Linked DNA regions of Mus musculus: all the other regions are linked to region 5. Evidence: chromatin contacts called from public HiChIP or PLAC-seq and promoter capture Hi-C data. All regions are on one chromosome and are shown on one strand. The core of a region is the stretch at or near the end of the contact, and the rest is flanking DNA. Distances in the headings are between cores, read along the strand shown.

Region 1 (5,006 bases), core at 253-2,752, 620 kb after region 5:
ATAGCTGAGTGGGGGGGGGGGGCTACTTCTCAACCTAAGCCAAAGCATTGTCACCTTTAGCAGCCAACTCTTTGTTCTTCAGTTTCTCCATTTCCTCCCAAATTATTCCCATTGTGGCCACCATGATTACAAACATCTGGTTTGACTGTGTAACCCACACACTAATATTTTACTTACCTTCCAGAAGCTTCCCATTACAGTAATGTAAAAGAAAAAAAATCTCAATTTCCCTGACTTTCAAAGCCCTGGGTCCTCACCTCCTTGGTAACTCCTCAACTCTATTTGATCTACTGTCCCTCTCCCTACCAAGTCTTCCCTCATGTGTTCTATACCTGATCATCCACCTAGAAAGCCGAGCTCCATATGCTAGCAAACCTTAAAATGTGCACATTTGCCAGCCTTGCTACAGCACTGCGACACAGCAATAAAGGCAGATAATTTAATGTCCTTGTTTTAGGAGTTTATGTTCCCGTAGAGAAACAAGCAAGGTGGAAGACCCAGGAAAATCGATGTAGTAGGTGCAGAAATAGCCTGAGAGGCCTTTTCCTGACAAGATGTGGGAAGAATGAGCTGAAGGAACAGGGAGTGAGTGGAGCTTCGCCAGGCTGGCTGAGGCACCTCAGAGATGAAGCGGGCAGCCCGTGAGAAAAAAAAAAAAAAAAAAAAAAGGCTAAGCAGAGGGCCCACTGAGACGGAGGACTTAAGCTGTAAGACACAGGTATATTCCCTCGAGGTGGGATCACAAGCCCCCGGTCCCTGCATGAGACAAATCATAGTGGCTGAGGGCAATCTGAAGCAGCTCCATACCCCACACGTGGGATCAAAACAAAAACATAATCACATAACATAACTGGGTTCTTAAAGAAACCGATATTCTCAGTACCTCACGGGGCCTAACACACAAATTTGAGGGCCATGTTAGGGACGCAATTTTCCTGAGAACTCAGGGCATAATTATATTCACTGCTTAGAGGATGCAACACAAAGAGGACTGAAATGGAAGTCGGCCAAGAGAAAGAGCTCGTAAGATGAAGTCAAAAGAAGCCAGGTTCTCACATCATCCCCGCTACAACACGTTGGGACAACCTGTGTGAGATGCTTTCTGCCGGGAGGCCCACAGGGACTCAGATGGGATTGTAGTATACTGCTGCATGGGCTCAGGAGTTAAGCCGTACGACTTAGGTCTCCTCCCTTGATGTGCGGCCAGGAGCCCCCGGTCCCCGCCGCTTACTCGCCTCGTGCGGCCCGTAGACCACCGCCAGTGCCTTGGTGTTGCCCTGCTCGATGTAAGCCGAGCCATCGGCCTGCGCAAACACGCCCATCCGCGCCTGGATCTTGCGCAGCTCCCCCGCGCGGCGACCGTCTATCCGGTAACCCTGATCGGACAGGAGCTCCAGCCCGGCCATGATGTACAGTCCTGACTCCGCCTCCGACAGCTCGACCTGGACCTTCAGGACTACGACTTCCGTCGGTACGTTTCCTTTTCAGTCTCGGTGAACTATAGCTTCCGGTAGCCTAGTCGCTTTCCGGTCAAAGGGAACTGCGGCTTGTGGCATCCCCGGCTTTCTGAATGTTCGACTTAAGCCTTTCAGTTCCGGGAAACGGAAGGCCCGAGGCGAACGGGTTTTTGTGCTTCTCCCGGGTTGTTGGAGTAGGTACGCCAAGAAGACTGGCTTCCGGACGTCTTTGGTTTGTTGGAGATGCTGGCCCGAGCAGAGACATTTTTTGGTCTTATTTTTTTTAATTGTATATCTATTTTTATTGTATGAGTGTTTACTTGCTTGTATGTCTATTCGTCACATGTGTGCTTAGTGCTGTGGAAGTTAGAAGAGGGCGTCAGATCCCATGGATCAGGAACTACAGGCAGCTGTGAGCCACTGTGTGAGTGCTGCGGAATCAAACCTGGTCCTCTGCCCGCGTGGTTTTTACCGTGGTCAGTTTAGCTAAGCACAGTTGTTTGTTACACATGATTATTATCTCTGTGGCTTAGTTTGTTTGTTTGTTTTTTTTTCCTTTTTTCATTTCCTTGGTTAAATCCATAAGTTTCCCTCCCTTACCTTGCCCAATAAGTTTCTCTATCACTTGAATACAAACACAAAGGGCCTGCAGTTGTATATATGCATCTGTATAGTAGGGCTTGAAATTCTGATTTTTTTTTCTGATTATTTTTAAAGTGTGTTTTTAGATGTTTATTTATTGTTATATCTAAGTACACTGTAGCTGTCTTCAGAAACCAGAAGAGGGCGTCAGATCTCATTACGGGTGGTTGTGAGCCACCATGTGGTTTCTGGGATTTGAACTCAGGACCTTTCTTTGGAAGAGCAGTCAGTGCTCTTATCCACTGAGCCATCTCACCAGCCCGGAATTCTGATTTATTTTTAAGGATTGGGTCATTTAGTATACACTTTTTTGGAGTGTTTTCACTCGGAATATGAAATCAACAGTCCTCAGGTTTTGTTGTTGTTGTTATAGATAAAAGATAGATTCACAGAAAGAACACTGAGCTGAAATTACTCTTCAGGTGGGCCTTATTAGGAGAGTTAGGGCACCGCTGTCACAGACAGCAACGATGCACCCTTGTGGGCAAGAATATTCAAAGGAGTATGCTCTGGAGAGATGAGTGTGACATAGAACAACACAGGTGTCCTGGAGGGAAGGCGCATTCAGTTCTGAAGAGTTAGGAGAGTTAGAACATCACACCAGCCAGCTGGAGCGGCTCAAGCCTTTAATCCTAGCACTCAGAAGGTGGGAGCAGGCAGATCTCTGAGTTCCAGGCCAGCCTGCTCTACAGAGAGTTCCTGGACTACACAGAGAAATACAGTCTCACACAAAAAACAAAACCAAACAAAAAAACAAAAACAAAACAAAACAAATAAAAACCCAGAAAAACAAAAACAAAAAAACCCCAATGCATAAACAAACAAAACCACCAGGACCCATATGTGAACAGAACTCTTCCTCCTATTCCTCTTCTTCCTCCTCGTCCTCCTCACAGAAGTTGTGGTCTAATGGCCTCCATGCCTACACCATGGCAGGCACCCCTGTCATTTCCCCAGATAAATAAAATGTAAAAATAATGTCTAGCAGTAATTCAAAGCTGTCTTGTGTCTGGGGAGGGAAAGAACTCTGAGTATTACAGGGTCATAGCAGCTTTTTATCAGCTCTCTGTCCCAAAAGAGACTGTTTAGGGAGGCAGAGGGACTGTCACCTACCTGTCTTGTTACTCTTACAATTCTAGCTTAGTATATTCTAACCTTTCATGTCAGTCCAGTACAACAGAAAGAAGAAGAGAGACACACCATTCCTACCCCAGCACCTCTCCTTGTATCTGTCTCATAGTGACCATTGTCATTAGCAGGGAGCTTTACCCTTTTCACCTGCCGCCCCCCCCCCCCCCGTCATCCAGTCCATTTAGTGCCTAAGGAAATGTATGTCACTACCCAAAATTAAAAAATTAAAGCAGTGAGCTTAGTGTATAGAATACCGAGAAGAGAGGGTGGATGAGTCCCAAGGTTGAACATCCCAAGACATATGCAACCAGTGCTGGGGACACCCCCCCCCAGCTCCATGAGAGGTCTGTCAACATTTAACCTCAAGAAAAGCAGATAGGTTGGAGAAATGGTCTACCACACAGACCCCAACCCTAACACTTACAACATGGCTGCTCACAGTGTACTGTGTATAATGGCTGGACGCCAGTTACTAAGAGAGCCAGCTCCCTCTGATGCAGCTTGGCTGAGCCATCTTCAGCGCTTGACCCTCTGCAGCTGGACTGGGCTGCTTCCATGTGGAGCCTTTTTACCAGGGTAGCCTGAGCACCTGCCATCCCTGTTAGGGGTTGTTTATCTTGTGCATTGCTGGTTATACTAAACTGCCTCAGGAAATCCAAAGGCCCTCTACCCCATCGTGTGGCGAAAGCTTCAGCCACTTAGAATAGCCAGAATCAAGCTGGTCTTCGGCCTGAGGAGTCTGAAGGAAGTTGGTGGCCACTCCAGCCTCCAGCTCCATAGCACCCTCATCAGGCCTCTTAATGAAAGTGTCCTTCCACCTCTTAGGACCTCAGTCTGGCAGCATCAGGGTCAAGGTCTGAGGCCACTGCCCCTCACAGGCTGGCTCCTCTGGCCCATAGTCTAGTTGCAGAACCAGGATAGATCTCAGATTCAGTTTTTCTTTTGCTTTAGGTTTTTGATCAATTGCCTGACAAAAAGGTTTTGGGAGAGTTCACAGCGGCTGGGACTTTCCAGGATTTGGTAGTTGAAAATCAGAAAGACAAAGCGGCTTGTGCTCACCTGCCCCCCCCCCCCTTTTCAGTGTGAGGCCCCAGCCCATGGGGCAGTGTACCCATTTCAGGGTGAATCTTCGCTCTTCAGTAGTCCTCCTCTGGAAATGCTTACTAAAAACACTCCTGAAAGTGTGCCGCACTCACGACTTAGAGATCTCTCTCTCCTTGTGTGTGTGTGTGTGTGATATGATGCATACCCTGGTATCTGAGAGTGCCCACAAAGGCCAGAAGAGGGTATTGGATTGGAGCTGGAGCTACAGACAGTTGCATCCACCAAACATGGGCACCAGGAACCGAACACTGACTCTTTGCATGAGCAGCAATGCTTTTAATTGTTGTCTCTCTAGACCCAGGTGTGTATGTCTGCCTGTCTGTCTCTCTTTCCTTCCTTTCCTTCCTTCCTTTCTTTCTTTCTTTCTTTCTTTCTTTCTTCCTTTCATGCTGTTTCTTTGTGTAGCCCTGTCCTGGAACTTGTTCTGAAGACCAGGCTGGCCTCAAACTCACAGACCTGCCTCCCAAGTGCTAGGACTAAAGGCATGCACCAGCTTCTAGGTTTTTCTTAATCTAACCAAGTTGACTATCAAAATTAAGTATTGTGACATAGGCATGTATATTTGGCTGCTTTATTGAATTCTTGTATCTACTATCTTTCCCACCCTTATCCCATTCTAATCCCTTCCAACCCCCGCCCCACCTCCCATACACACACACTAGGTTGGAGAGA
Region 2 (4,791 bases), core at 532-3,031, 650 kb after region 5:
AGTCCACTCACCTCCGAAGCATCTCTGGGGAGCAGGCAATGGAGTGGCGTAGCATGGAGGAATTCAAGATTGTCCCTGTGGAGTCCAGGGAAGAGCAGACTCAGCAGCAGGCCACCTTGCTGACAGACATCCCACAGACTTGTTCTCCCACCTACCCAGCAGCAGTACCTAAGGCCCAGGGCTGTTCCTGGCAAACGCCTAGCCGGCAGGGGTCCTGAAAGCAGCTGAAGAGTTTATGGCCCTGCTCCTTGGCATGATCTGTGGAGAAAAGCCGTTTCTCAGTGGGCAGAGCTGGGTCTCTTGGCTCCACCTCACCCCAGCTTCTTACCTTGGGAGCAGTTGTCAAAGTTTAGATCTCCCAGGAGGACGCTGAAGGCTACAGCCTCATCACTCTGCCGGTTCTCAGCCTCGAACTCTTCCACCCATTCCAGCAGCAGCGTTAGCTGTTTGCAGCGAATATGTCCATCCTCTGAGAGGAGAGATGAAGTTGGCTTAGCCCAGAGTAGGGATCTAAGACCTCACCCTGTGGGTCCTGATCTGTAAACCACCCAAGGCATTTCTTGGGATGTCTGGGGCAGAGAACATTGGGATGTGGGGACAGACGTGTTGGTAAGGTTAAGGGACCTACTGCCTTCGAAGGAGAGAAGAGGGGCTACCTACCCACATTTCAAACCCTCCTGCAGGGCTCACCAACGGGTGCATGCAAATGTGTACAATGAAGGTATCCCACGATGGGGTGCCCGTCCACGATGCCTAGCTGCGCCTGCAACACCACCCACAGTTCCAGGTCTTCTTGCTCTCCTGGTTAAATCTATTGCTTACGCTCTCCCCGCTAGGGCTCACTGCAGCCTGGGTTAGTACCTGGACTGATAGTAGACCTTTGGAGGCCATGGCGTCCTCGCGACGAGCGTTAGGAAAGCAACGGAAGGTGGCACGCAGCAACGGGTAGCGCGAGGCCAGTAGAAGCCCACTGCCCAGTACCTTGATGTACGGCCCAGCCATTAAGCCAAATGTGCCCACATCATATATCACCGGGCCCAGATTTGGTACCAAGACACGCACAAGACGACGAGCTGCGCGGAGGTCGAACACTTCCTGCAGACACACGAAGTCCAAGCCCATAGGTAATGTGGCCTTCAGCTCACCACCAGGCACCCTAGGCGGCGGCTGACTGCATTCGGAAACCCTATACTGTGACGATTGAAGGCTATCTAGCAGTGCGGCCCCTACAGCCTCGGCGCGCTGCAGGCTGTGCGACAGGTTGTTAAAATGAGCCAGCCCGTGGGGCAATAGGCACAGATTAGCAGTGAGAAAGACAAAGCAGCGCCGGCGCTCAGCAGGCGGATGCCAGGGCTGTGGCCACACCCAGCATGCCGGAGGGGGCTGATAGCAGAAGGGGCGGCGCCAGACCTGGAGGGGCAGCCAGAGCGCAAGGCCGACCAACGCTAAGGGTAGGCCGACCACCACCAGTGGTAGCAACACCCCACTTCCTGCCAGGACTTTGAACCACCCCAAGCTTTTGGATCGGACGCTTGGTGCCCAGCAGCCCAGCAACTGGTCCAGGGACCAGTAAGTCGGGAAAAGCAGCACGCGGGATAAACTGTAGAGGGCTTGCAGCACTGGGTTCGGGAAAGGTGAAGGCCTCAGGGCGTTGGGTGTCAGGGGCCAGTCCTCTTGGGGCACTGGGCTCCTTCGCCGCGAAATGTCAGGGAGACTCATTGGTTTCCAGCGGCGGCGGAGGTCAAGACCAGGTGGCACAACCTGTGCGCGCCGCTAGTAATGCCCGGACGTCCCGCGAGCCTGAGTGCTGGCCACTGGCCCCACCCACTCAGAACTTCTGTGGCGGTTGGAAACGAACAACAATTTAAAAAAAAAAAAAAACCCGTAAAAGAAATCCGAGCTTTACAGCCCTGCCCTATTTCCTCCTTGTACTTGCGGGGGTCCACTTAGTGCTTCGGAGAAAAACTTAGGGCCCTGCCTACTCTCCCCTCCCCCACCCCTCCAATACACTTTACAGCCTGACTACTCACAGCCAGGTAGGTTCACCACAGCCTCTCAATCCGGTGCCTGGCTTAGTGCAGAGACTCAGCACCGATGGCTTGCAGAGGCTGAGACTTCAAACCCGGGGAGGGACCGTTAGTTCTACACCTGAGGCAGCTTGCCCAGACAGGTAAAAGGAAATCCTCCATTCTATGAGCCCTGTAACAGACTTAAGTTCTTTTAATTCTGTGTTTTATTTTTGTTTGTTTTGTTTTGTTTCTCGGGGCAGGGTTTCTCTGTGACTCTGGCTGTCCTGGAACTTGCTCTGTAGACCAGGCTGGCCTCGAACTCACAGAGATCTGCCTGCCTCTGCCTCCGGATTGCTGGGATTAAAGACATGTACCAGCACCGCCCCTCTTGACTTTAGTTTCTTGACAATGATCCCTTGGGCTTTCACAGACTTTTCTTGGCTCCCCTTGGAAGTCTGACTCCTTAACTCCAGCTGTGAGCCAGCAAACACCCTGACATCGACCATCAGTGTCTCTTAAGTAACCCATCAGGTTTGTCTTGGCTGGCGATCTTCAGCCGGCTTGCCAGGATAGTCCTGGAGACTTTGGATGAAGGCAACTGTTGATGAGCTGGGCAGTCTGGGCAGAAGGCATTGAACTCTGCAGGGCAGGTGGGGGTGGGGGTGGGGGTGGGGCGAGGTATCCCAGCTGGAGAACCATGCCTCTTTCTAACCGGAAGTTGTATTGGTACTGATAGATTCCTGTTTGAATCCGCCCCCCCCCCCCCAAGGCTCTGCTGTTCCTTGACTGGCAAGAACTGGTTTTCTAAGTCCCTAGTTCTTTTATTCCTTTCTGCCTTGTCACTGCCCTAGCGCCTGCAACTTCAGGCAAGCCAGAAACTACTCCAGGCTTTTCCACACTGCCCTTCTCATGAACCAACCCCATTTTGGTCTCCACTCTTCTAGAAACACCACGATGTTTCCAATCTCAGCCTACCCATTGATTTCAATACCCCCCTCCCACAAGGGCCCCAATTTTTCCAACCCATGTTCCTTTTTTTTCATTTATTTATTCATTTTACATCCCCATAGATGCCCCCTGCTCCTGGTCCCCCCTCCCACAATCCCTCGCCCTATCCCCCCCAACCCATGTTTTTCATTCTCTGGTCAGCTCTGGTCCCCCATGCTTAGACAGAACCCATCCTTTTCTCAGACCTTGGGCATCTTCACAAGGGGCTGCCATCTCCCAGGCTCCCTTGCCCAGGTTTGGATGAGGTGGCATCTGGCTCTCTTACCTCTACTGTCCTGCCCCAAGGCCCTGAGGCTCCCTACCCCTTTGCTAAGAACAGGGAAGTATCCTTTCTTTCTGCATCATCCCTTCCCTGTTCCTGATCCTACTCCCTCTTTTTTTTCCTCCGCTCCCAGAACTTCTGTTTTCATTACCAAGTAAAAAGGGAATTTGGGACCTTCCATTTAATCCCATTAGAAAGACAGTGTCTGAGAGCTCTGTCTCTCCAGGGAGGCTGTAATGTGAATGTGGCCCCCCCACCCCACCCCACTGGAGCAGGAAGGTGTGGCTTGGGCCCAGTGACCAGAGTCTGTGGGAAACTTTAATGGCCATGCACAATGGCCTACAGGGTGAAGTGAGCCTGGGCCAGCCGGGCACCGGGTGTTACCAGATGAACATAGGTTTGCCGTCATCGTGGGACAGCTGATGGAGGCAGGAGAGCAGCAGGAGGGCGTCCGTGAGCTTGCTGGGGTGCACGGTTTCCAATAGCACACGCTGCAAGAAGTCCACCGTGTAGCAGCCACCTTCAGATGCCGCCAGCTCAGGCCGCTCGCGCAGGATGCCGTACTCATTGACCAGCTGTTCTGTCAGTGCCGGGTGCACCCGCCCGTTGTAGCCTAAGCTCTGCAGCTTGTTCATGATGCTCACGTAACGCTGTGTGAGCGTCTGGCACAGGTCCTCATCCAACTTGTGATTACTGGGGTTTAGGGAGGCCTGTTGGGGAGAGTGGCCATCAGGGACCCCCCACACACACACACCCCACCCTGGCTCACAGGCAGGCGGGAAGAGCAGGGGCAAGGGAGGCCGGGGGAAAGGAAATTGTGAAGTATTGCTATGAGGATGCCAAGAGAGGAGAAGCCATGGTCCCTGAAAGGTCCAGAGGGCTGGGCCTGAGGTCAAGGCACCCAAAAACCCAACTCAGGCAGGCCCAGAGGCTCCCCAAAGCTGCTAGAGACATGCATCCCACTGTTTTTTTGTTTTGTTTGTTTTTTCCTTCCACCAGCTATGTGGGACTATGTGGCTTCCAGTATGGGGGCACAGGGAGTTCTTCATACTCTCAGGTTGCCAGACCCCAGAGTTTGCATGCTTTCCCAAGAGCTAATAGAAAGCACTTAACCTGGAATAACAGACACCGTTCTAACAGGGCAGGAAGGTCTTCCTGAACATCACCTTTCCCGAGGCCCCCGTGGAGTCAAGGTACTGACATTTCTACCAAGCACGCCCATGCTGACAGGCTGATGGGACTTCCATGTGGGAAGACGTATTTCCACATAGAAGGTGGCAGGTCTCTGGGGGGCACCATGGGTATAGCACTGGCTCTTCAGGGACAGTTGTACTCAACTGGGGACACCCACCTGATCTCTCTGCTGTGTTGGGACTGGTGCCCCTGGTATATTCACTGGGAAAGTCCCTTGGTGTGTTGACATTTTTCTGGGCAGTACGGCAAACGCGATTTTGTGTCTTTCCTGGAGCTGGGGACCCTATTATATTAAATCCCTATCTGTGTACATCAGTT
Region 3 (5,068 bases), core at 1,427-3,926, 580 kb after region 5:
AAAACTTGCCACGGTATCTACAGAGTTAGGAAGAAGGGGTGCATACACAGAGTAGGCTCCAAATGTTGGGGGTAGGATCGTACAGGGGTAAATGCTTCAAGAACACGCAGGAGAATCTCTTGCAGGAGAGTCTGGATGTCTTTTTTTTTTTTTTTTTTTTTTGGTTTTTTCGAGACAAGGTTTTTCTGTGTAGCCCTGGCTATCCTGGAACTCACTCTGTAGACCAGGCTGGCCTCAAACTCAGAAATCCGCCTTGAAAGGCAACCGAGACTTGAAAAAGCTAACCAAGGAGCAGGTTCTATCTAGCTGAATGGCTAAGTCCCAATTCAACCTGGGAATAAGGAGGCTGACAGGTGAAACAGAGAAACGGAGGCAGCAAATGGGAAACCCAGCAAGTCATCCAGAGACAGGCTCACAGGCTCGGATGGCAGAGCATTCTAGGAAGGGACGAGGATCCAAGTGTAGTCTGTCTTTTAAGGTCTTGGGCAAGGAAAGCAAGAAGACTCCGAAGGTTGGGGCTCACGGCGCTGTTTACATCTCTAAGCCTACCCACGTCCAGACCCCTCAGTGCCTTCAGGAATGAAAACCTAGTTGGCTTCCCAGGGCTTGCAGTATTTTCAGTCCAGTCCTATCACCAGCTGGGAATAGGCTCTTCATAGCTCCAGTGACCACCGGCATCCTGCCTCATCTGTAGGCAGCTGTGACAGAACCCAGCCAGCTCCAGCTCAGTAGTGCAGCTCTGAACTATGTGCATTATTGCCGGTTGCAACAGGGCACAGGATTGGGCAGCACCCTTGGGCTTCTCACCATTTACTGGGCATTGACCCTAGAACCCTGCGCCAACACTGGCAAAGGTGGGTCTGAAGCTGGCATTCAGGCCAAAGGGGCTTCAGGTGTGTGGGGCACCGTTGCCTCTTAGCTCTTGAGCGAGCTCCTGTTGCTCTTGCTGGTCGAGCTCCTGGAGCTGTTGTTCCACGTCTTCAGGTACCTGCACCTCCAGCAGGTTTTCCATGCCAGCCTCTGGCTCATCACCAATAAGCACCTGCAAGAAGAGGAGGCAGGTGAGCGGGCTCATAAGCCATTGGCACTTGCCTAGCCTTTCTGACCCCCCGCACTCACCTGGATAAGTTTTTCGCAAGCCATCCGCACATCGGGCTCTGGCTCCCAGCTGTGCAGCTCTCGAAGGATCAAGTAGGCACCCTGGTCCCGTACCTGCTTCCGACCAGGTGCCGTGGCTGTCAGCTAGGAAGATGGAAAAAGGTTACTCGGATGCCAATACGGACTTGTGGAGAGGCACTAACACCCCAGGCCCCTGCTCACCAGCATGACGGCTTCGATGAGCATCTTCCGGATGTCAGCGTCCGGCTCCCGTTGCTTGTCTGGTGACAAGTACTGCAGGTCAACAGGCAGCTCTAGGAGTGAGGGTGGGAGACTATTGGTCCCTGTGCTGAACACCCAAGCCCTGCTCTGCCTGGGTGAGCCTTGTGTGTGTCTGTAACGACCCCCTCCTTAAAGGCTGCCGGACTGAGGGACTCCAGACCTGCACACCTCTCCATCTCCCTCTTGTAGTCTTCCCTCTAGCACCAGACAGCCCTGAGGCAACCACCCAAGTCACTCACGGTCCATTTCTTCCTCGGAAAACTCTTCAGGCCCAGCCAAGGGCAGTAGCAAAAAGGGGAGAATGTCGACTTGGGCCCCAAGTAACCACTTGTGATGTCCTGGAGGTGCGGACAAGGAAGGAGATCAGAATAATGGTCCGTTGGGTTCCCTAGGGTCCAATCCCCACCTTGGCAATGGCACCACCCCCTCCTTGTCACTCACGATGCTCAAAACAGCAATTCCGAAGTGTTCCCACCACCCCGCCCCTGCGCACCGAAGAATCTGTGTACTGGGTAAGAGGCAGCAGCCGTTGGACCACGCACCTGTTGAAAGAAGATATTCACTGCTGTCCTTGTTCACTTCCACTTCCCCACCTTCCCGCCCGCGCAGGCGACTGGGTTTCACCTGTCTGGGTCCAGGAGAAAAGCACGCACCTCCGCCTGCTGGCTAAGGTTGGAGAGCAGCGGCCCCAGGTAATGCAGGGGTGCGGCCGCGTTGTAGCTCGGCGTGCACAGCGCGTTGACAAGTCGCTCCAGACCCAACCGCTCCGGCTCAGCGGCCATCAGCTTCTCCATTAACGCAGCACACGGAGCCGGCTCGCGACTCAGGTTGGCCAGCACTGCAGCCGCCTCTTCAGCCCAGGGCCACTGAGGGTCCAACACGCAGCGCAGCAGGCGGGCGGGCAGCTCCGGGTCAGCCGCCAGCAGCTGCCAGTGCACATTGGGATCAGCAGCCAAGTTCACGAGCGCGCGGGAGGCATCGCGGGAAGGAGCTGGGGCCGGGGCCACCGCAAGGTCGACCAAGGCCCGCAACAACTCTGGCTGTCCGGCCAACAGCGTGCGGCCCGAGCCCGCACCAGTCAGCGCCAGCACGTGCTGCGCCGCGGCCGCCTGCAGGTCGGCTCGCGCTCCGAGCACCAGGAAGGGCAGCAGTTCCACCGCCTCCGTGTCCGCGCCAGCCTCCTGCTCTAGCAACCCTCGCTCACCAGAGAACCCCGAACCTACTCCCGGTCCCCGCATGCCGCCAGCAGTCTCAGTCACTTCTCGTGCCGGGGCCACCGCCGGAAAAGCGGAAGTCGTTAAAACCCTTCCGAGGCTGAGAACCTGGCTGAAGGGGGCGGGGCCGGTTTCAGCGCGAGGCATTGTGGGCCACAGTATTAGGCACCCCTTAAGCTGGTGCAGATGCACCCTCCCCCCCTTCCCATCATCATCACCACCACCACCAGATCCTTGCAAGGACTTTTCCGGCTGCCTATTGCGTGTTTGCTTTGCCAGGAGTCAGAACCACGCGACCAGCACGCATAATTTGAAGCGAAGCTCGGCAGCCGGTGATCCTGGTGTCCAGAGTGTTTGCTGCCACCTTTTAAACCTGGTTTCAGACATCCAGGAACCGGAGGGTGCAGGACTCTGCGATGAAAAGGCAGCTTTGGATCAGTCTCTGACTTTGCAGAGGGGCTAAATTTTTTTTTCTAGTGCATTTGTTAGGTCCTCTTCAGTGACAGAAGTCTGAGTCAAGCAGGCTTGGGCAAAGGGAACTAATAAATGAATCTATAGTTTGCAGGTTTGGGGGCACCTGGTGACAGACGCCCCTGCCAGCTCTTTAGAGCACTGTTCGGTTTCTGTCTTCCATACCTCGCTGCGTTTCTTTGCTTCTCAGTGGCTCCATATTACCTTCCACCGGCACATTTGTTAGCACAGATGGGAGGACACTGGCCTTCTTAGCTACGTAATCCCTAGCAGAAGATAATTTCAGTACTAGGATCTGTTCTGGGAAAGTATCCCATTTGGTGCTTCTTGTGCCTGTATTAGCAATTAGCTGCCTGGGGTCCTTGCTCTCTCAAATTAGAAATCTTGAGTTAGGGGTTTTTCCAGGGCTGGTCCTTGTCAGGTTTTTGTAGGAGATAGCCAGGAACCGCCACGGTTCCAGATCCTATGCAACCTTAGATACTGACTGGGATCCTTCCGGCTACAATGGCAAAGTGGTTAGGTCTGTGTAGGGCCAACTGTCCAGATTTCCCAGCTGTTGACAGCAGCTAGTGAGTTTCTAAGAAAAGGCTCCCTTGCCTCTGTTTTGTTTTGTTTTGGAGACAGTGCTGGCTGTCCTGGAACTCACTCTGTAGACCAGGCTGGCCTCAAACTCAGAAATCCACCTGCCTCTGCCTCCCAAGTGGTAGGACCAAAGGCGTGCGCCACCACTGCCCGGCTCCTTATCTTTTTATAAACGTGTCACTGTCTAATCTCACAACTGAGGAGGCTGAGGCAGGAAGGTCAGTGTAAGTTTGAGGCCAGCCTGAGCTATAAAATGAGCTGGTCTCAAAAGATTTTTCTCTTAAACAAAGTTAACTTTGTTAACTTGACACAAAATAGTCACCTAGAAAGGGAAGCTCAGTGACTTTAAATTAAGTTGGCCTATGGGCACATCTGTGGGGGCTTAATTAGTGGAAAGACGTTGCCCCCACTGTGATTGTTACCATTCCCTATAGGAAAGGGGTTTTATAAGTGTGGAAAAAGCAAGCATACTGACATGTAGGAATCATTGCTGTCTTCTGTGAGTGGAATGTGACTAGCTGTGTTGAGGACTATTCCCCAAGCACAGCTGGAGCCATTTTGTCCCATGCCTGCCAACCACTTCATATTATATTCCTGGTACAGAAAATAGTTTGACTCAGAGCAGGATCAAGTTGACCACATATTTTGTTATAAGGTTTCTTCTTAAGAAACTCCACAACAGGGCTGGTGAGATGGCTCAATGGGTAAGAGCACCCAACTGCTCTTCCGAAGGTTAGGAGTTCAAATCCCAGCAACCACATGGTGGCTCACAACCATCCGTAATGAGATCTGACTCCCTCTTCTGGGGTGTCTGAGGACAGCTACAGTGTACTTACATATAATAAATAAATAAATAAATAAATCTTTAAAAAAACAAAAACAAACAACAAAAAAAAAACTCCACAACAGGGCTGGAGAGATGGCTCAGCAGTTAAAAGCACTGGTTGCTTGTCCAAAGGTCCTAAGTTCAATTCCCAGCAACCACATGGTGGCTCACAACTGTCTATAATGAGAACTTGGACCCTCTTCTGGCACACAGGTGTACATCAGATACTCATACATTAAATAAAATTTTAAAAAATCCACTTATGACCAAATTAAAGATCAGTTTGAACTGATGTCTAAACTGTCAAAGTAGCTTGAGTAAAAACCAGTCACGCTACAGTACTTTCTACACCTGCATATGAGCTCATTGTGGGTTTTGCCTTTATAAACTGGCCCTGGGAAATATTTGGGGTTACAGTCTTAGCTCCCCGAATCTAGGCTGTGTGCCTGATTCATCAGTCCTGGCTGTGCACTCACTAAACTATTCCTTTAATAAAGTGAGACCAGGGGCTGGTGAGATGGCTCAGTGGGTAAGAGCACCTGACTGCTCTTCCGAAGGTCTGGAGTTCAAATCCCAGCAACCACATGGTGGCTCA
Region 4 (5,019 bases), core at 1,238-3,737, 870 kb after region 5:
AGACTTTTTTCTTTTCTTTTTTTAATTTAATTTTGTTTTGCTTTCAATCACAGTTTCCTCTTCCACCCCTCCCAGCTCCCCCTCCCCCATCACACCCACTCTCCTGTTTTCCTTTAGATAAGAGCAGGCCGCCCAGGGATCTCAGCCCAACACAGCATAACAAGATGTGACAAACCCTCATATCAGGGCTGGATGAGGCAACCCAGGAGGTGAAAAGGGGTCCCAAGAGCGGGCAAAAGAGTCAGAGACACCCCCATTCCCATGGTTAGGAGTCCCATAAAACACCAAGCTAACAACCATAATATTTATGCAGAGGAGCTAGCATAGGCCCTGTGAGGCCAGCTTAGCTGATTCTGTGGTTACAAATCTCCAATTTTAGGCTCCGTTTGGCTGTGGGTCTCCGCATCTGTTCCATCAGCTGCTGGCAGGGGTACATAGAATCACACTGGAGGCAGAGACAGGTGGATCTGAAAGTTTAAGGCCAACCTGATCTTTTTTTTTTTTTTTTTTTTTTTTTTTTTCTGAGACAGGATCTCCCTATATAGTCATGACTATCTTGGAATTTGCTTGGAACTCAGTGGAAAGGTAGACCAGCAGGGCCTCCAACTCACAGAGATCCACCTTGCCCATGCTTGGAACAGGCACTCAGAAGCAGTGCTTGTTAAAAACCATTGACTCTTCACTTTTGACTCACAAGATACCTAAAGCAGCCAAATACTGTCATCATGCAGTCTGATCTCTGGCTAGTTCTAGAGAAGACAGATTCAACATTTCAGAGTTTTTATCAGCTTACCAAAGATTTTTCTGAAAAGCAAGGTCCATCACTATCAGAGGGTGGTGCCTGGGGTTCCCCCTGGTGGTGGTGGTGAGACCCAGCCCACTCAACATCCTGTGTGTGTGTGTGTGTGTGTGTGTGTGTGTGTGTGTGTATTTTCAGAGTCTCTAGTGGGCCCATCTAATTCTAATTCTTGAAGAATATTGGCCAATGTGATTATCGCTTGTTTTCTTGAAACTTTCAACTTTATGGGTTTTCTGTTTTGTGTTTTGAGACAGGATCTCTCTATGTAGTCTTGGCAGTTGCTTGGAACTACTTGGAAAGGTAGACCAGGTTGGCTTCCAATTCACAGAGCTTCTCCTTGCCCCTGCCTCTGGAGTGCTGGGATCACAGGTATATGCCACCACACATAGCTCAACTTTATTTTTCAACTTATCGAATCGCTCATTTGCAGATTTTGTTTTGTTTTTTTTTGGGGGGGGGGTGTTTTTCCAGACAAGAGTTTCTCTGTGTAGCCCTGGCTGTCCTGAACTATGTAGACCAGGCTGGCCTCGAACTCAGAAATCTGCCTCTGCCTCCCAAGTGCTGGGATTAAAGGAGTGCACCACCAACACCTGGCCGTTTTAATTTTTCTCTTTTTTAAATGGGGAAATCTAAGTTCATGATCTTTATTTTCTTGTTTGGGGGATGCAACATCTTTAGGTATCTTCCATTTCCTTTGTTGTCTTGGTTTCTTTTCATGCTCTTCTGCTTGGTGATTCTGGCTGGCCACTTTTGCTTAAGAGTGAGATGCTAAGCTGGGTCTCAGCGCTTCGTTCCCAGGAGGAGCTAATCTCCAGGCACTGTTGGCAGAGCCAGAACGACTAGTAACCTGTATTAGGGATAGAAGTCTGGAGGCACCTACTTTTTTTTTTTTTTTTTTTAAACTATCTGCACATTTTCGGAGAATTCAAGACACAAGCATCACACACCAGCCTGCTAAGGCCCTCCCCTGGCTCCCCAGCATTCCACTTCTCTGCCCACTTAGGTTTGCTTTCAGTAGAGCTTTTTCCTGTTTAAAGGGGGTACCGAGGGGGAGGAAAATATTCTGCCATGTTTTGCTAAAGATCTCTATATTAAAGTCTGAAAACCCGAGGGGTGGAAAACGAGAATGGCTATCCGGTGGAGTTTGAAGGTGCCTGAGCTTACAGATGTGGTTGGTGCCTTGCAGGCAGCCTTACGGCCACAAAGCCCAGATGAACTACATATTTACACATAGCTCAGGACTTGGGGACTAACGTACACATTTATGCCCACAGGACAATAACCACAGGACAGGCTGGGGAGCCATCTTTTGGGGGCCATCTTCGTGTCAACGGCTATTTTCTCACTAGGAAAGAGACCATATTTCAAAATGAATGAGGATTCCTGACTTTAGATGGACAATGCAAAGGACGATGCATCAGTCTTTTTGTCTTCTGTCTCCGCAGTCTACGAGCTTTCAGCGAGTGGACTCAACTAAAATAGGGTGGTAGGAAAAGAGGCAGACGGAACTGACTCAAAAATGTCGACCCCCCCCCCCCCCGACCAGGGGAGGGCTCTCCGGGTCGCCACTCCAAAACCCCGGCCCGCCCCGTCCTCCTCCGGTACATTAACGGCCTGCTCCGCCCCGGAAATGCGTTTCGGTCTCCGCTCTCGTAGCTATGCCGTACGTCGCGAGATTTCCGCGTCCGACGCCCAGATCGCGCGAGACTGCGGAGGGAGCTGATGCTTGTGGCGCGCGCGGCGGCCGCGACGGACGCAAGATGGCGACGGCGACTATAGCTCTCGTAAGTGAGTCCCTCGCGGCCAGGGGGCGGCCCTCAGCTCGGAGGAGTGAGTCGTCGGCTGGGACAGGGTGCGGAGGGGACCCTGGGTGCGCAGCGGCCCGACCCGGACCTCGTACGGACTTTACCGTGGTCCCCGGCACGCGGGGCGGAGGCGGAGCGGGAGCGCGCGGCTGCGGCCACGGCTGGGGCTCGACTGCAGCTTCCGGCTCGAGGACTCCAGTTTCCGGCAGCTGGGCGGGGTGGGCCGGCCGCGGAGCTGCCCTGCTGGATCCCCGCGGGGCGGTCCTGTCTGCCGAGACTGGGCGACAACTGTCTAGGCGTCCGGTGGCATTAGGGTGTCCTGGTGCCTGCTCCAGACCCGCGCGGCTACGCCCCGTGTTGGGGACGCGGAAGGGGCGGACCCGTTAGCATTTGCTCTGCGCCATGGTGCAGAGACGAGGGTTTCCCGTTCCGTTAACACGCAGGAGGGGAAGAGCATCTCTCCCAACCCCCATTCCCCTCCACACCTTTCAAACAGCCATTCTGTCACTGCCTCTGTGGGGAACCCGACAGCCGGTGCCTGCCTCGGTCACTGGTCCGGGTGGGCATCATAAGACTTTGCTAACCCCCTTGTCTTGGGCTGGACGCTCCAAGGGCTGAACTTGGTTCTGCCCTAGTCAGTCGGGAATGTTCCTTGAATGGCTACCACCAGGAGTTCCTTCAGGGACTATTTATCTCTTGGACCTAACCCCACTGCAATCCAGACTTTTGTTAGCCGCCACCCTCACTCAGAGGGGATGAAGCAAGGGCTGAGACCACTTAAGCCCTAGGTGCCTGGAGGCCAGCCGTAGGGTAGGGTCGAGTAGAGTACACACAGGCTGCCATTCCTCAGCCTTAGCTGGGAACTGCACCTTCATAATGGGAGAGGGGCACTTGCTCCAGCTTGTGAGGGGTGGATCTAGTATGTCTTGCTCACATCAGGGCTAACTTCAAAAGAAAAAAAAAAAAATTCCTGCTTCCGCTGCTTGACGCTATTGGTGTAAATGGTCTTTTCGGAAAGACAACCAGAGAGTTGAGGAGTTGATGACTGCCCTTAGGTGGCTGTCAGATGATAGAAGAAAGGGTGAGGGCAGAGTATAAAATACTTTAAACAGCACTGGAGGAGAGTGGATGCCTCATTTCTGGGTAGCCCCTGTTGTTCATGCAGACTGAAAGGTTAGCGCGATGCTAGACAGATAGTGTCATTATTGAGATGGTCTCGAGCAGTAAGTCTCACCACTGAAGCCGTCTTTGCCAGCATTTGACCACAAGGCCCCCGAGAATTGTCTCTCTCTCTCTCTCTCTCTCTCTCTCTCTTTCTCTTGTTTTGCTGCATCCACAGTGCTCAGTACAAGCCTGGCTACCCAGGAAGTAGCACTACACCCTGTGAAGGGACCTGAACAGATGGAAGACAGCGTCCTTCAGCCAGTCCTATTCTTGGGGTCTGGCACTGCTCTCAATGGTACTAATGTTGCTAGAACCTGTGGCTTACTTTCCATATGCAGACTTAAGGGACTTCATGGAAATTGATTCCATAAATCTTCGCTGCTGCCTGAGAAATAGGCCATGCCCCTGCACAGGAAGAGCCTCAGGACTAGATTTTAGGTGATTTGCTCAGGGTATTTAATATGTTGTGTAATGGAAATAACTCTTTATTCTGAGCTGGTGAAGGGCAGAGCTTGGCTTGCGTACCTGAGACACTCAGCAGCAAATAAATCCCTCAAGGGACCTCCCCCTCTCTGGATGCACCATGGCTGAGGTACACATTAGTGACCAGCTGTGATAACAAGTGATAGTTTCTCTAGGCTCTCCCAGTGACTGGTTAGAACAGAATTTTAGACTCTGTATGGGAGAACTTTCTGCGGAGGTAAATGGGCTAAATTGGGTGGTTTGTCCACAAGTGAGTGCTCTCTGGGATTGTGCGTATGCATTGCATTGTGTGCTGCTTTCAGCACTATTCCTGTCCCTGGGAGACTCATTTGGAGAGGCAGGAAGTTATGAGTGTGCCCCAGGGTCACCATTCTCACTGGTGTCTGGCTGGTGCCTGAGGCATGCTTTTACAGTGGGTGTTGAGAAGCAGCCTCTGTTGAGTGGATGCCTGTACCACTGGAGTCACTACTTTAGTGTTCTCTGGGATATCATTTCTGAGTCACAATGGAGCAAAGACAGTAGTACACACTCAGGTTGGTAGCACCAGGAGGAGCTCTGTGTATAGGCTGTGTCAGCCATAGTTCCCAGTTCCATCACAAGGTCTTCACAGAGCATTATGTTATGCTGCTGCCAGTTCCGCCTTCAGTAGCCTGATGACCTGAGAGACTTTGTCCAAATTGCCAGCATTTGGCTTTGTTTCTAAGAATGGACACAACCATCTTTTGATACTTGTGGAGCATGTAATTTAGCTGATGGTAGGGTAAGCAC
Region 5 (5,144 bases), core at 896-3,395:
CCAGCATGTAGGAGACCCTAAAAGAAATTGAACCGAAACTCTTCGCTGGTCAAGTCCGGAGTGGTTTTGGCTCTTTCTGCAGGACGAGGCCTGCAGACCCTTCCGCTCTTCTTTCTGGTGGCCTCACTGACGAGCTGTACCTGGGCCGAATGGGTGGCTGTAGGAAGGGGGAGCAGAGAGTCAGAATAGCTAACTTTCATCCATGCAGTTACAATTACCCACACAACTTTCCTAACTAAAAAAAAAAAAAAAAAAACTGAAAAATTATCTTAAAGTAAATAATGTCATTCCCATATGAGACTCAAGAGATGTAGTAACTTATCAAAAATGTTATATGATCTAAGTAACAAAATTTAGATCATTTTCACAAAATGATATGTTGTATGATCTAAGTAACAGATCCAGGACTTATGTCCAAGTTATTTATTATTTAGTCCCAGGAACTAAAGTCCAACTGGTACCTGGCTTTATGGCCAGTGAAGTGAGCCCAGGCTAAGACAGAGGAGCTGTTTTTTTCATCCCCAAAACAGAACGAGGTGAGGACCTCGGCCCTCCTCCCCCCAGGACCTCTGTCCCCTAAGAGAGAATACTTTCTCCCCACTTACATCCCCCCCGCCCCCGAGCCCATCTCTTCCCACACCAACCCTGCTGAGCTGAGCCTCTCCCTACCCCCTTGACGTTAATGTACTGAACCAATCGCTTTCTAGTTCCTCACCAGCCTTTAGAGCCCGTAGGGCCTCCCGCCACTCTGCATCCATCTGAGCCCTGTAGTCCCCAAACAAGGAGCGCATCAGCTGTCTCTTCCGGGGCAAGGGGGTTTTTTCACTGCGCAGCGTTCGGATTGCCCCAACAGCCTGCTCTTCTGCAGATGAAAGAAAGAGAAAGAGAAAGAGAAAGAGAAAGAGAAAGAGAAAGAGAAAGAGAAAGAGAAAGAGAAAGAGAGAAAGAAGAAAGAAGAAAGAAGAAAGAAAAAGAAAAAGAAAAAGAGCTAGTGACTTCAAACACACTCATATCATCCTACTACAAACAATTCCCATCCAGCTGGGGTGACGCACGCCTTTAATCCCAGCACTGGGGAGGCAGAGGCAGGCGGATCTCTGAATTCCAGGCCAGCCTGGTCTACACAACTAAGTTTCAGTACACCTAAACAAAGCAAACCAACCAAAAGCAACAACCCCACCCCTTGGCAATACCATCAGACCACAGAACTGTCACCGTTTACATTTCCCTAACTGTAGAGAAGGGTCCCTCACTCTGCTTCGGGGTAGGTCTCTGCGTCTTGAGACCCAGCTCCAGCTGTTCCACACACCAGGCCAGCTCCCGCGCCAGCTGTTCCGCCTGGGACAGAAAGGAGGACATGGTTGTGATGGGTAACAGGGTCCCGCAGACCCCACTCCCATACCTTCAGCGCCTTAATTCCGCACAGCTCGCCCACAGAGGCAGGCGGATTAGCGCCCAGAAAGCTCGCAGGGAGTACCATCCTTGCCTGGGCCTCAGCGCTAGGAGGAGCTTCGTCCGGGGCAGGTTTCTCCGAGGGCTTTTCGCTTCCATTTGTCCCAGAGACCCTGTTGGGGGTTTTCTTTTTCTTTTGCTTCATCGCTACTGTGTTGCCTACGGGATGGGTTCCGGCGGCGGAGTCGCATGCAGGTTGCACTGAACTGCGGAGAGGAGGTTCCGAGGCACCGGAAGCTGAGCGAGAGGGCCGGGGTCTGCGCGGAGCGCGATGAGTTTTCCGACTTGAGGCTGCTGGTGCCTCCCGAGCAGGACGCCCTGGCTCCTGAAAAATCGTGAGACAGGACGAAATTCACAGGGTCTCCCCACCTAGGGCCTCGCCACAAACACGCCTTCTCCCACAGCTCACCGCCATTAGTCGGAGCGGCCGCCGGAAGCTGGTAAATCCTAACTACCACAGCGAACTCACTCCTCTGGAAACACGTCTACGACACAAGGTTCCGCAGAAAGCGCAGCGGAGCCAGAGCAAGCGCTCAGCGCCGGACAGAAAGCACTTGGGTGGATGGAGCGCCTCAGGCTGTGCTTGTAATTTTAGGAGACAGAGTGCACGGGGATGAACTTAAAGGCCTCGGAGAACCCAGCAGAGTGTGCCGCCAAGAAACAAGACAATTGATTCCTGGAGAGAATGGAACCGGTGGGGTCGGGGGGAACGCCCAGAGATGGGGCAAGGTGGATTATGCGGGGCGGGGCGGGGCGGGGCGGGGCGGGGCGGGGCGCAGGCGTTGACAGATGGCTCAGCTTGTCCCCGGTATACTTCAGAATCCTGAAGAACTAGGCTCTAATGGCAATGGAGTGAACTTTCCAACGAGAGTCGGGGCAAGCATGCACTTCCTTCTTCCACGACCATTAGGCTGCCACCCGAAGACCTGGCCCAGATTTAAGGTGCATCTTCCCACCTCAAACGAAAAATCAAGAAAATTTCCTTACAGGAACTCCTTACCCCTTGAGGTTTAGGATAATTACAGGTGTGGGTTGTCAAAATGACAACCAAGAATAGCAATAGCTATCATAGCGGTCTAGCCCTAGGACTACAGATACCAGTCATGGAGCTACAGGATTTGGTATTTTTCCTACAGGCTTCTAATCCTGCTTTGTTTCAGTATTTCTTCGCTATGCCTCTATTCCACACTTTTGGAATGGCGACATATATACTGTGTCCTAATAATCACAGGACATGGTAGTACTAAGAGACGCCCTAAGGGATCTCCTACACTCCAGACATAATCTTGCTTACCACCATTGTGAAGAGGTAATCCAATTTCCCCATGGTAATCTGGATCTATCACCCCTCCTAACACTGTTATTCCTTTTTTAGCCTGTTGGTTTAAGGGCATTAGAAGCCCAAAATGACCAGGGGGAAGTCTGAGCTTCCAGTTCAATGGAATGTTTGTTGTAGCTCCTGGTAGGAGCACTCCCTTCTCTGGAGCCAAAACTTCTAGGCCAGCAGAACCTAGAGTTATGGGGACAGGAAGCAAAAATTTTCCTAGAGGGTCACTAGGAGTGATAGTAAGTGCTCTGCTCAACTCCTTCATGCCTTCAAAACCAGTACCACCTGGGTGACCCTTACACATTACCAAGTCCAGCCACAGCACAATGTACAACTTTGGCTATATCTGGAACACAGCCACTGTGCTCTCAGAAAACACTTCCCAGAAGATGTCACCTCAATGATGCTGGTCTCTTCTTAATCACCGCTAATTTCTTAGCTCCAGCTAACCAGCATCAATAGTCCCAGTAATGCAAAGTTTTTGCTTTAGTAGTTCTGGTATCTTGTTAATCACAGCTGATTCTTCAGCCCCAGCTAACCAGAACTACAGAATCTTCACAATCAAAACAGCAATGGCCCTGAAAAGAGTCTTTAATTTTCCCTCTGAAATTTCACAAACCAGACCTCCATCTTCTGCAGTGTTCTCAACGTTGTCTTCCAAGCTCCTACACAACATCCGACAGAGCTCTTAACAACGGATAACTTTAAAAGTCCCACAGTCTTTACATATTCTTAAAATTTCAATTTCTTTAAAATAGCCATCTCTTTTAAAATCCAAAGTCTTTTTACAATTAAAAGTCTCTTAACTGTGGGCTCCACTAAAACAGTTTCTTCCTTCGAGAGGGAAAATATCAGGGCACAGCCACAATCAAAAGCAAAAGTCAATCTCCAACCGTCCAATGTCTGGGATCCAACTTACAATCTTCTGGGCTCCTCCAAGGGCTTGGGTCACTTCTCCAGCCATGCCCTTTGTAGCACACGCGTCATCCTCTAGGCTCCAGATGCCTGTACTCCACTGCTGCTGCTGCTCTTGGTGGTCATCTCATGGTACTGGCATCTCCAAAACAGCAACAGAAAAGTTACTAACACAGGGACACTTTCACAAGAGTAAGTCCATGTCAAAATATGCAAAATCACACACCTGAAATACCTATAACAAGCTGCATGCCAGTTAGACCCCTGTTGTATTAAGGGGTGTCTCTGTATTTCCAGTTATTAACTCTGTACTGGCAGAGAGCTAAGTGCTGGCAGGATTTTGGAATTGTCATTTCTATGGCACATCCCCAGGTTTCCTATTTTGTAAATGTCTTCCAAACCTTCCCAAAAGATGAAGGTCAAGCTTGGAGGAATGCCTTAGGCGACCTAAGAGCCTGTCTAGCATGATCTTACTACTGAGTGGTTATAATAAAGATCTGGCAGCCAATAGTTGGGGCAGGAAGTATGGGGGCGGAACTTCTGGGCGGGCAGAGTCAGGGGATGCAAACAGAGGCAGGAGTATCTAAGCAGACACAGAAGGAGCAGGGAATGAAAGGGCTATCTAGGAGGCAGGGCCAGGCTGGAAGTCAGGTTAAGTTAGAAGCTAGCAGAGTCTGCCCTAGATAAAGGCCAAATGCTTAAAACTGTATAGAAGTCTAGTGTCTTGTTTAAACCATAAGCAGGTCCTTGAGAGCCCCACAATAGACCCCAATAAAGCCTTTTTTCTGACACAAGGTGTAACTATCACTCAAACTGGCCTCAAACTTGCCACCCTGCCTCAGCCTCTCTTTGCTTGGATTACAGTCATTCACCACCTTGCCCAGCTATGAGGCTGTTTCTTTCAGAAAAAGAAATACAATACAGAACAAGGTGTAGAACTGTTCTGTCAAAGCTTCAACTCCCCCCCCCCCCTTGCCTGGTCTGGTTTATGACCTCAAAATATCAAATCAAATTGATCTCTTTGTGTCTTAGCTTCCAGAACACTGACCTTACAGGGCTATTGGCACAGTGCTCAGTCCATTGCCTGCTGAGTTAGGCCTGCACCACGCACTGAGACTCTTTTGTCTCTGTATACAAGCACGGGTTTCTTCCTGCACAGAGGGTAAACCCTATAACTCCTGCTTTTCCAGAGCCCAGAATCATCCTGGCTTGCCTAAGTAACAGCCATAGATTTGGCCAGAAGGCATCTGTCCTGGTTAGGTTTTCTATTGTGATAAAATACCAGAACCAAAAGCATCTTGAGGGAGGGCGTTTTGTTTTGTTTTGTTTTGTTTTGTTTTTAGAGTTTACAGTGTTCAGGTTATACTCTATCACTGAGAGGATGTTGCTTACTGACTTGTAAGTGATGGAGGCCTGGCTTGTGAAGTTTCAGAGGGAAGCAATGACTCTA

The links. Promoter capture Hi-C pulls out the DNA fragments that hold promoters and counts their contacts. HiChIP or PLAC-seq counts read pairs in DNA pulled down with a chosen protein or histone mark.
Region 1: a promoter capture Hi-C map of pre-B cells shows a contact between it and region 5, with 5 times the contacts expected there. The contact joins the promoter of Exosc4 here to the promoter of 1110038F14Rik in region 5. A contact is called at or near these places in 3 of 39 promoter capture datasets (the C10 cell line, liver and pre-B cells) and 1 of 115 datasets of contacts at active chromatin or transcription factors (memory CD8 T cells).
Region 2: a contact with region 5 is called in a promoter capture Hi-C map of pre-B cells, with 3 times the contacts expected there. The contact joins the promoter of Smpd5 here to the promoter of 1110038F14Rik in region 5. A contact is called at or near these places in 1 of 39 promoter capture datasets (pre-B cells) and 1 of 115 datasets of contacts at active chromatin or transcription factors (memory CD8 T cells).
Region 3: a contact with region 5 is called in a promoter capture Hi-C map of liver, with 2.8 times the contacts expected there. The contact joins the promoter of Hgh1 here to the promoter of 1110038F14Rik in region 5. A contact is called at or near these places in 3 of 39 promoter capture datasets (liver and pre-B cells), 1 of 115 datasets of contacts at active chromatin or transcription factors (memory CD8 T cells) and 1 of 9 other capture datasets (liver).
Region 4: a contact with region 5 is called in an H3K27ac HiChIP or PLAC-seq map of thymic regulatory T cells, with 10 times the contacts expected there. The contact joins the promoter of Puf60 here to the promoter of 1110038F14Rik in region 5. A contact is called at or near these places in 4 of 39 promoter capture datasets (the C10 cell line, liver, neutrophils and 1 more), 1 of 115 datasets of contacts at active chromatin or transcription factors (thymic regulatory T cells) and 1 of 9 other capture datasets (liver).

The regions. Positions count from the first base shown.
Region 1 is chr15:76,323,893-76,328,898 of GRCm38.p6, reverse strand. Exosc4 (exosome component 4) reads right to left here and starts at 1,502. Exons shown (of 3, transcript NM_175399.4): 1 at 1,236-1,502. The coding sequence starts at 1,406. It also overlaps a transcript of Oplah not described here.
Region 2 is chr15:76,291,362-76,296,152 of GRCm38.p6, reverse strand. It overlaps Smpd5 (sphingomyelin phosphodiesterase 5), which reads right to left and starts at 1,781. Exons shown (of 7, transcript NM_001195537.2): 1 at 862-1,781; 2 at 691-763; 3 at 329-469; 4 at 169-258; 5 at 12-75. The coding sequence starts at 1,719. Spatc1 (spermatogenesis and centriole associated 1) reads right to left here. Exons shown (of 5, transcript NM_028852.1): 5 at 3,581-3,989. The coding sequence ends at 3,660.
Region 3 is chr15:76,366,506-76,371,573 of GRCm38.p6, reverse strand. It overlaps Hgh1 (HGH1 homolog), which reads right to left and starts at 2,676. Exons shown (of 6, transcript NM_021555.2): 1 at 2,005-2,676; 2 at 1,822-1,922; 3 at 1,620-1,718; 4 at 1,321-1,412; 5 at 1,120-1,242; 6 at 163-1,042. The coding sequence starts at 2,618. The coding sequence ends at 890.
Region 4 is chr15:76,078,414-76,083,432 of GRCm38.p6, reverse strand. It overlaps Puf60 (poly-U binding splicing factor 60), which reads left to right and starts at 2,487. Exons shown (of 12, transcript NM_028364.2): 1 at 2,487-2,583. The coding sequence starts at 2,560. Gm48952 (a long non-coding RNA gene) reads right to left here and starts at 907. Exons shown (of 2, transcript XR_003951572.1): 1 at 794-907.
Region 5 is chr15:76,945,262-76,950,405 of GRCm38.p6, reverse strand. 1110038F14Rik (RIKEN cDNA 1110038F14 gene) reads right to left here and starts at 2,145. Exons shown (of 5, transcript NM_001347540.1): 1 at 1,862-2,145; 2 at 1,487-1,777; 3 at 1,254-1,338; 4 at 716-862; 5 at 1-157. The coding sequence starts at 1,867. The coding sequence ends at 18. Gm46534 (a long non-coding RNA gene) reads left to right here and starts at 2,057. Exons shown (of 4, transcript XR_001781744.2): 1 at 2,057-2,146; 2 at 2,272-2,394.